Linked DNA regions of Zea mays: regions 2 and 3 are each linked to region 1. A link is a contact called in public Hi-C data. All regions are on one chromosome and are shown on one strand. The core of a region is the stretch at or near the end of the contact, and the rest is flanking DNA. Distances in the headings are between cores, read along the strand shown.

The links. Hi-C and Micro-C count contacts between places; a contact is called where the count stands out from the background.
Region 2: a Hi-C map of bundle sheath shows a contact between it and region 1, with 4 times the contacts expected there. The contact joins the promoter of LOC100274933 here to the promoter of LOC100192922 in region 1. A contact is called at or near these places in 5 of 25 Hi-C or Micro-C datasets (bundle sheath, ear, leaf and 1 more).
Region 3: a contact with region 1 is called in a Hi-C map of leaf, with 9 times the contacts expected there. The contact joins the promoter of LOC100192478 here to the promoter of LOC100192922 in region 1. A contact is called at or near these places in 2 of 25 Hi-C or Micro-C datasets (bundle sheath and leaf).

What each region holds. Positions count from the first base shown.
Region 1 is chr8:21,742,992-21,745,691 of Zm-B73-REFERENCE-NAM-5.0, reverse strand. It overlaps LOC100192922, which reads right to left and starts at 1,315. Exons shown (of 7, transcript NM_001138106.1): 1 at 841-1,315; 2 at 608-729; 3 at 321-516; 4 at 1-26. The coding sequence starts at 1,233.
Region 2 is chr8:22,038,944-22,041,688 of Zm-B73-REFERENCE-NAM-5.0, reverse strand. LOC100274933 reads left to right here and starts at 1,361. Exons shown (of 5, transcript XM_035961613.1): 1 at 1,361-1,641; 2 at 2,612-2,745.
Region 3 is chr8:21,310,250-21,312,967 of Zm-B73-REFERENCE-NAM-5.0, reverse strand. It overlaps LOC100192478, which reads left to right and starts at 1,418. Exons shown (of 11, transcript NM_001347871.1): 1 at 1,418-1,916; 2 at 2,261-2,307; 3 at 2,443-2,482; 4 at 2,582-2,718. The coding sequence starts at 1,704.

The DNA.
Region 1 (2,700 bases), core at 66-2,565:
GGGTTAAAACTCGCATATTCATAGTCCTGCAGAGAATAAAAGATCAACAAGGCGGCATTAAGTTACAGGAATAACATGGTCTAAGATTTGGTAGAACAAGAACTCCTCGCAGGTCTGTCAAGTTGTTCCTTATTGCTAGCATTGCTCAGCAAACCTAGATTTTTTTTCTGTTTTACTTATATGTGTCCCCATTCCTAAAATTTCATGATAACATACAGGAAAATTGTAATCCTGTAAATTTTACCCAGAATTATGCAGATAGGCGCCGGAATAGGTTTTAAGTGAAAAATGAGAATAGATTCTCATTTTATAAAACTTACTATCAAGGTGACTTGTCTGGTCTCTTCATATATCATAATATTTCCATACTGCAGATCGTTATGGCAGAATCCTACTGACTGTTGGAGCCCCGAGAGCGTCTTCTCCAGCACTGAAATCTCATCACCTAGTTTATTCAGCTGAAATTGGTTAGACTCTTCCTCAGAACACCTGTCACGAGCCTCCCCAAGCCACCGCCTGATTCATACAACACCAAGCAATCAGATTGGGATCAGAATTCAAGCACATTTCCCACAAAAATAAAAAAAGAAAAGAAACAATGGCATACTTGAGCCTCTGCCACAATGACACGTCCCTAGGTCCAGGCATGTCGAGATCGTGAAACTCGCGCAGCTTCCTGGCAATCAGCGCGGACATCTCCGGGTCGCGCAGATCCGCGGCGGAGAGGGTCTGGCAAGGCCAGGACGCGAGCAACGCGCGAGTGAGCCATGACAAGAAACAACCGCGGAACGGATCCGAGCAGACACATCACGCATTTAGGGTGGTAGAGGCGTAGTGTACCCTGGCGTTGATGAACTCCTCGACGCGGCCGTTGGCGAAGCGGCCCAGGAGGCGGGGCCCCTGGCCGTGGCGCGACATGCACTCGAAGGTGCGGACCTCGTCGGCGCGGTCGAAGAAGACCTCGACGCCCCGGCCGTAGATGCGCACGAGCACCTTGCGCGGGCCGTTGCCCTCGGCCTCGCCGCCGGGCCAGGTGATCCGGAAGACCTCGTTGGTCATGGCGCCCCTGAGCTGGGACACGGCCAGCGCGCCGGGGTCCACGTCGCCGCCCCAGAGGTCCCCGGCGAGGCGGTGCAGGATGCGGCGCGCGTCCGCCGGTATCCGGTCGATGCTGGCGCTCCGCTTCAGCGCGGGCGCGGCCTCCCCGCGCGGCGGCGGGTCCGCGGCGGCCATCGGCGCGCGGAGGGGCGCGTGTAGGCGGCGGCGATCTGCGGAGGCGGAGATGCGGCGTGGGTCCCGTGTCGGTTTGAGTTTGATTTGATTTGATCGGAGAGGGAAATGGGTTTGGGAGGCTGGGAATGCCGCCTGCCGCGGAATCGGATCCGAATCGGGATCGGTGGAAAAAAAACAAATCCACTCAAAGCTTCCAGGGGCGACAGCTTCTGGCGCCACGTCAGGCGCCAGCGGTGATTGCAAAGGGCACACGTGGGGACTCATCACGTGTACGTGTACCATGACTTGTGGACTCAGACTGCCTGCAGCGCACGGCGCAGCCTCTCCTTGCACCGGTGTTTAGCGTGCCTCTTCGCGTCTTCTTACAGTGTAGGTGTTTAGCGTGACTCTTCAGCCTCCCCTATCGGCTAGAGTAATAAGGCTAATCACAATAGATGTTTTATGAAGTGTTTCATGTATTAATTAGTCTGCTATAATCAGCTATTTTAATAACATGTCACATCATTTAAGAAGGAAGAGTTTCATAGAGTTTTATGGGGATGAAACCATGTTAACTCGTTTCCAAGGTCTTGAAAACTGTGTGAAACCTTCACTGAGAGTGTTTTGTTTCATCTTCATATAATTGAGTAAATCCTATTGGTTATTTATATGCAGCATTTAAGAAGTATGTTGACATATGAAATAGTAAGATGAAACTTTCTATTGAGAAAAGATGTTTCATTTATCCATAAAACTGATGTGTTATTTTTAAAAATAGAGACATGAAATCTTCACTGTGATTAGCCTAACGCAACAAAGGATTCCACCAAATCTGGCGGCTTGGAGCCAGCCCACTTACCCTCGAAGTTCGTGCACCGTGTTATTTTTTTATAGTGGAAAAATAGTTGTATATAATAAATAGGTATGGAAGATAATATTTTATGGTTGTAGTGGGTATATGAGAAGAATATAGGAGGAATCATTACTGGAGATAAAAAAATAGAAGAAGAAATATTATTAATGTGAAAAAAATAATATAGAGAAAGAATTTAGAGAAAACATTTGTGGATAATCTCGTCACGCCACATGCACCTGAGCCATCGAACTGAGCCTTAAAATGGCTTAAAACGACAAAGAAACACAAATTCGCATTGGTTTCTTACTTGCAAATTTGCGTCGGTTCAGATTATGATGAGGTCCGCTAAAACCACACCCCCAGCCATTGCTGGAAGACGAGGACACGATACACGAACCGGGGGCAGTAATCATATCTAAAACCTTATCCACTCGTACGTACGCCACCCCGTTACGAACACTCGAGGAGGAGGAGCAGAGAGAGAGAGGAGGCTACGAGTTGGAGTTCAGTGACGTTACATCCGCAGCAGCTGGAGGAAGTGGCGGCGACTCCGGCAGCGACGGCCGGTTGCGGCAGCCGAGGGCGAGGGCGAGGAGGATGCGCTGGGCAGCGCGCCTGACCAGTGACCGGAG
Region 2 (2,745 bases), core at 112-2,611, 300 kb before region 1:
ATGGATTTGTTATTACTACGTTTAGCAACATATCTTACCATGACTAAAATACGATGATCCTATCTTGATAGTCCATGTTCCTCAACATGTCTTGCAAAAGAATCCTTGAATGCAAAATGTGACCCAAAATTGATGTTTCGATTAATGCCTTTGCAACCTCCATCAGCTGCTGGTTGCTTTTCCTCGTGGCCCACAGAAGGATCCTTGAATTGTATGGAGGTCTATGATGGTACTACAAAGCACGTGATCTGCACGAGAGGAAGAGGCCTCGATGTCCTAAATGATTCAAACAAGGAAGCTTGCAATTGTCCAATCTGCAGCACAAAGGGTTGACAAGAGGGTTGGTCAATTGAATGAAGTTTGGGATTATAGTTTGATTTGGCTAACACTAATGATCATGAAGGGAGTGTCAAGTGGGGCTTGAACGACGGCATTGTACTACATCCCAATGTTTCACCGTTTGTCTAGGATAATTATGCTTTATAGGGGAGTCAGACTAAAATGACAATATTGTCGTACCTTGTTGCTCCGCTGACACTTTTGGAGAGCAAATGCTTGCCTCCTTATGTTTAGTAGGATTATTTTCATCAAACACTCGAGATGGTTCTGCATCTTTGTTTACCTATTCCTTAAGATGTTCGTAGTTGACGTTGTCATTGTCAACATTATCGTTACATGATGATGTCATTGCAAAAGATAGCAGAAGCTGACCTTTTTGGAGGTGTTGATTGAGGCCCCCTTATTATCAGGCTTCTAAAATAGGAAAGACAACACAATTGTAAAACATCAGTTTCCATCGGACATGGAATGAAGAATGGGAGAAGGGGACATGCAGTGTCTCAGAGAGAGGAAAGTGGAATGAGAGCGAGGAGCTGGAGCAGCTCAGAGCGCGCGCCATGTAGAGGAAGAGGACATGGTGAGGGATCTAGAGCATGAGCGCAGCGAGCGACACCACTATCACGACCGTGATGTCAGATATGAATTCGTGAACTCTCCTGCATGCAAGTGAAAGTAAGTATTTATACAAAAAATAACAGGAGGGATGTAGTTCTTTGCTTAAATATATTGCTAGATTCATTCATTACATATGATTAGTCTAGTTGAACTCTGAGGATGTGACATTTATGGAAGAAGGTATAGTGGCAAGGATCTGTGGCATCCCATGGCCAAGATAGTAAGGAAGCAGTTCTTTGCTTAAATATATTGACAGATAAAATATAATAAGGATGTAGGGTTTGTTTGGTTCGTGACTAACCGTGTCACATTTTAACTAAGGTTGATCATTTGAATTGAAGAACTAAATTTAAACACAAAAGTTAAATAAAGTGTGATAAATTAGACATCCGTAGTTCTTTGCTTCCCATAATCCCATGGCCGGATTCATCCTGTGGGGCCGTGGCCCGTGGGCTGGCCAAGCAAACGGACAAAAGCCCCGCCGCCCCGCGCTTTCTCCGGTTCCTTCTCTCCCCTGAGACCACCAACGCCGGGGCCGGAAAAAAGGGAAGCCAGAGCACAGAGCCAGACCTGGCGGCGCTGGACATCCAAAAACGCCGCCAAGGATCCTTCTCTCTCTCTCTCTCTCTCTCTTCGCGTCCATCGACCTGACCGCGGAGGCGCGTGCTTCTTCTTCCCGCTCTCCACGTAAGTCTGCTATCCCCCAGCGGGTTAGTTTCTTGGATCCTTTGGTTGGGGTTCGAAGGCGTCGTCGGGATTGTCTGTTCCCGTTTTTGATTGGATTCGAGCTGCGAGTTTTAGCCTAGCAACCTACTAATCTCTGTGTGCGGTGGGTCGAGTAATCGAATCTGGACGGCGTCCTTTTGTGGGTAGTTGGCTGTTAGGTCTGTGGTCAGTTCATAACTTTTACTCCGCTCGATGAAGTGCAATGGGCTCAATGTGTTCGATGAAATCGCTTACCCAAGTTATCTTATCTAAGGAAGTACTGCGGCGGTCAGAATTACAGCTAAATGTTGTAGACGGGCAACTGTGCTTCCAAACTTGAAATCTGACGGCAGGACAGGCAAGGTAAGTGTGTCTTGCATCTTGTCAACGAAGTTTGGGTAATAAAGAAGTGGTTGAACCCATTGACCCATTCGTCACTGTGAAAACTAAAGACTTAGCGTAGGAGCCATGTGGCTCCTTTCCCCTCGTGTACTGTGTACTGACACTCGATTTCTGTTTTGTTGGTACTTGTAGAATTCGATACTCGAGTTCACTGTGTATTACTTCACTAGATCTGCCTCTAACTAGTGGACAATGTGCTTGCATGTGTTCTGACATGCTATCTTTCTAAGACAAGGAAATCACTATTCACATGTTTATATTAGGAGTTTGCTTTGTATTCTGTGATGACCGTAGGCAACAGTGCTAACTCTTGACAGCTTTGTAGGTCTGGTTGTCATTGTACCTTACAATTACATTATTTAACTTTTGTTACTGGGGTTTGGAAGTTTAGACACGGGACCTGCTGGTGTATATAGGACTAATTCCTATGGTCCTCTCAATTGCAAAGGACATGCATTCGTGTCTATGACCCTATTTTTCACAAAAGAATTTATGCATTTTCATGCATCTGTTCCTATCAATTTTCTCATGTTTGTATTTTTTTCCCCAGTGCAGTGTCATGAAGATTGAGGGAAACTTGCATGTTTGATATACCCAGCTGCTTTCTGTAACGAAAAACTCGTGATCATTTTGTTGAATTGGTCACTGTCAGGGAGGGATCTACTTGTCAGTTTTTGGTATTAA
Region 3 (2,718 bases), core at 169-2,668, 430 kb after region 1:
AGCAAGAAAACTAGAGAAGATTGAATGGATTATAAAAACCTTTTGTATTTAAAATTGAATAAAAATGTGAATTTAGTCTCTCTAATTTCCTCTGATTTAACACTAATAAAGAAATTCTCCATGAGTAATCAGGAAGGGTCTCTATTGCTATCTCTACCCTAGCCAGTCTAGCAGTCTAGAAACAAAAGAATGGACCGTCACCGATCCACGGCTGCGCAGCCTTCCACTTTGTGCCCCTGGTTCACGACACACCGCCGGCCGGCCACCGTCGTCCTCGAGTCCGTGCATGGAAATGGAGCCAAAAGGATTAGGAAAAGATGCGCCACATGCATGCCTTGTACAAGCTATCTTTTTTGGTTGGTCCAATACATTGGCTAATGTAGAGACCGGGCACTGTTTTCATTAGCTTAATGAAATAAACTCCCCTTTATCCAAAAACAATGCCTTGTACAAGCTTAAGCTTGTTGCTACATTGGTGTAGTATAGGGTCCACCGAAAAAAAAAATCAGCTACCAGCCTACCAAGATAGTGTTGAGATCCCCAACAGGGGTAGTGGCAGCAGTAGCAGAGGACGTGATTGGGTTATTGTATACCTCGGCAAACACAGCGTACAAATTTAGCCTCAGACATCTCAAACGGGAGATTGTTGGACGCGCGTAGCTAGTAAGACGGACTTTTTTACACTCTATATGGTATTTAATACATGTATATATTCAACCATTAGTGTACTCAAAAATACTCGCTCTGTCCTAAAATATAGTTAAACAGTCTATTCTTCCATATACTCTTGCAATTGTCGATAACTCCAGGTGTCAGCCATATGTTCCATCTTCATGCTCTCCGATCCCTTAGTCCAAACTTTGTTGTTTACCCTTCACTGTTTGTGTTTGTTTGCCCTTCACTGTTTGCTATTTATCGGCACAAACCTGCTTGATCCTCACCTTTATTATCGACCATTCCCGAGCTTCACACATATATACCATAAGTCAAGAGACATGTTACACATGTCACGAATCACTCTCAAGTTGGTCAACGTTAATTCAAAGTTGATCATGTTGAAAATCACTCATCTTTCACACTATGGACACATCTCAACCATGTATTCACAAAATCCTTTGGGTTTATAAGATTTTTCAAGTATTTTCAATACAGTTTAACAGTCAACATTCAAACTAAACAGTTTCTATACCACATTTTTCAATACAGTAAACAAACCCTGCCGTGACCGATGACCCCAGTACTAACGTGGAAGGAAAAATAACAAAAAAAAAAAGTTGCACGCCATACCGATATTCCACTATCTATACGTACGGTATGGGAGGGGTATTTCTTCCTCCAAACAGTGCGGCACGCACTGAGATGGCAGGACTGTAAATAAGCGGAAACCCTGCCCTTGTTCCAAATCCAAAGCGGCGAAGCTTCTCTCCTCCCGCTGCCCCCCTTCGGTCCTCCTCCGTCCGTCGCCGTCGTCAAACACGACGTTTAACGGGCGGCGCAGAGCGCTAATCCAGCCCAAACACGATATATAACGGTCCGCGCCTTCCGAAGACGCCAAGAACAGCCTCAGGTTACTCGCAGAAAAGATTTATTAGCTCGCCGCGGGGGTTGAACCGAGGCTCCTAGCTGATCGCGCGGGCACAAGGCGAGCGGACAAGAAAGCTTGCTTTGTGCTCACCGGCGGGCGGCGGCACGGACCCCCTGCGATGGAAGCCGTCGGCGTCACTCCTGCCCCCGTGGCGGCGCCGGAGAAGAAGAAGCTGCTTGACCTCAAGGACCCCTTCCCCGCCGCCGCCAACAGCGGCGCCAAGGCGTCCTCGGCGAGTAAGTGGGCGACGAAGAAGAAGCTGGTGGGCGGCGACGCCGGCTACGTGCTCGAGGACGTGCCGCACCTCACGGATTACATGCCCCAGCTCCCGGTGCGTTCGAGAGTCCCCCATCCTCTTGGTGTGTCACGTTGGGTTCCTGACGGTTAGTTCCCGGCGTGAACTGGAAAGTTCCTTCTTTTTTTTTTCGTTCTGTGTGATTCTGGTTTCTGCCCCCCACCCCCTTTTGGTCTATCTTAGGTTGAGACTTGAGAGCATGCGGATTCTAGTTTGGATTTGAGTTTTCACATACTGATCTGACAGTAAAAAGTGGCTGGTTCCTCCGATAGAGTTTGTATCAGAGGGAGAATCAGCATCCGAGAGAAAGGCAAACAGCAAAAAACATGATATGAACTTTTTTTTATGTTTCACTGATCACTGATGTCGTCGATCTGCAGACATACCCGAATCCTCTCCAAGACAACCCGGCGTATTCAGTCGTCAAGTATGAATTCTTCTTCTTCTTCTCGTCTCGTGCTTCCATCTCACTATTTCCATTCCAACTTGATCCTTATCCATCCAGACACGGATGTTCGTTCCAAAGCTGACCTTTCTCCCCGCCACGTGTTCTTCCTCCCAGGCAGTATTTCGTCAACCCAGACGACACCGTCACGCAGAAGGTGAGGCTTTCTTTCTCTGCGGCAAACAGTGAATTGGAGGCTCCATCGTGGCGGTCTTGCTCGGGTGCTGATCCTGTGGCATGACTTGACTATCTGCAGATTGTTGTTCATAAGACCAGTGCCAGGGGCACCCACTTCCGGCGTGCCGGGCCACGGCAGCGGGTGTACTTCCAGTCCGATGAGGTGAACGCCGCCATTGTCACCTGTGGAGGCCTCTGCCCGGGATTGAACACGGT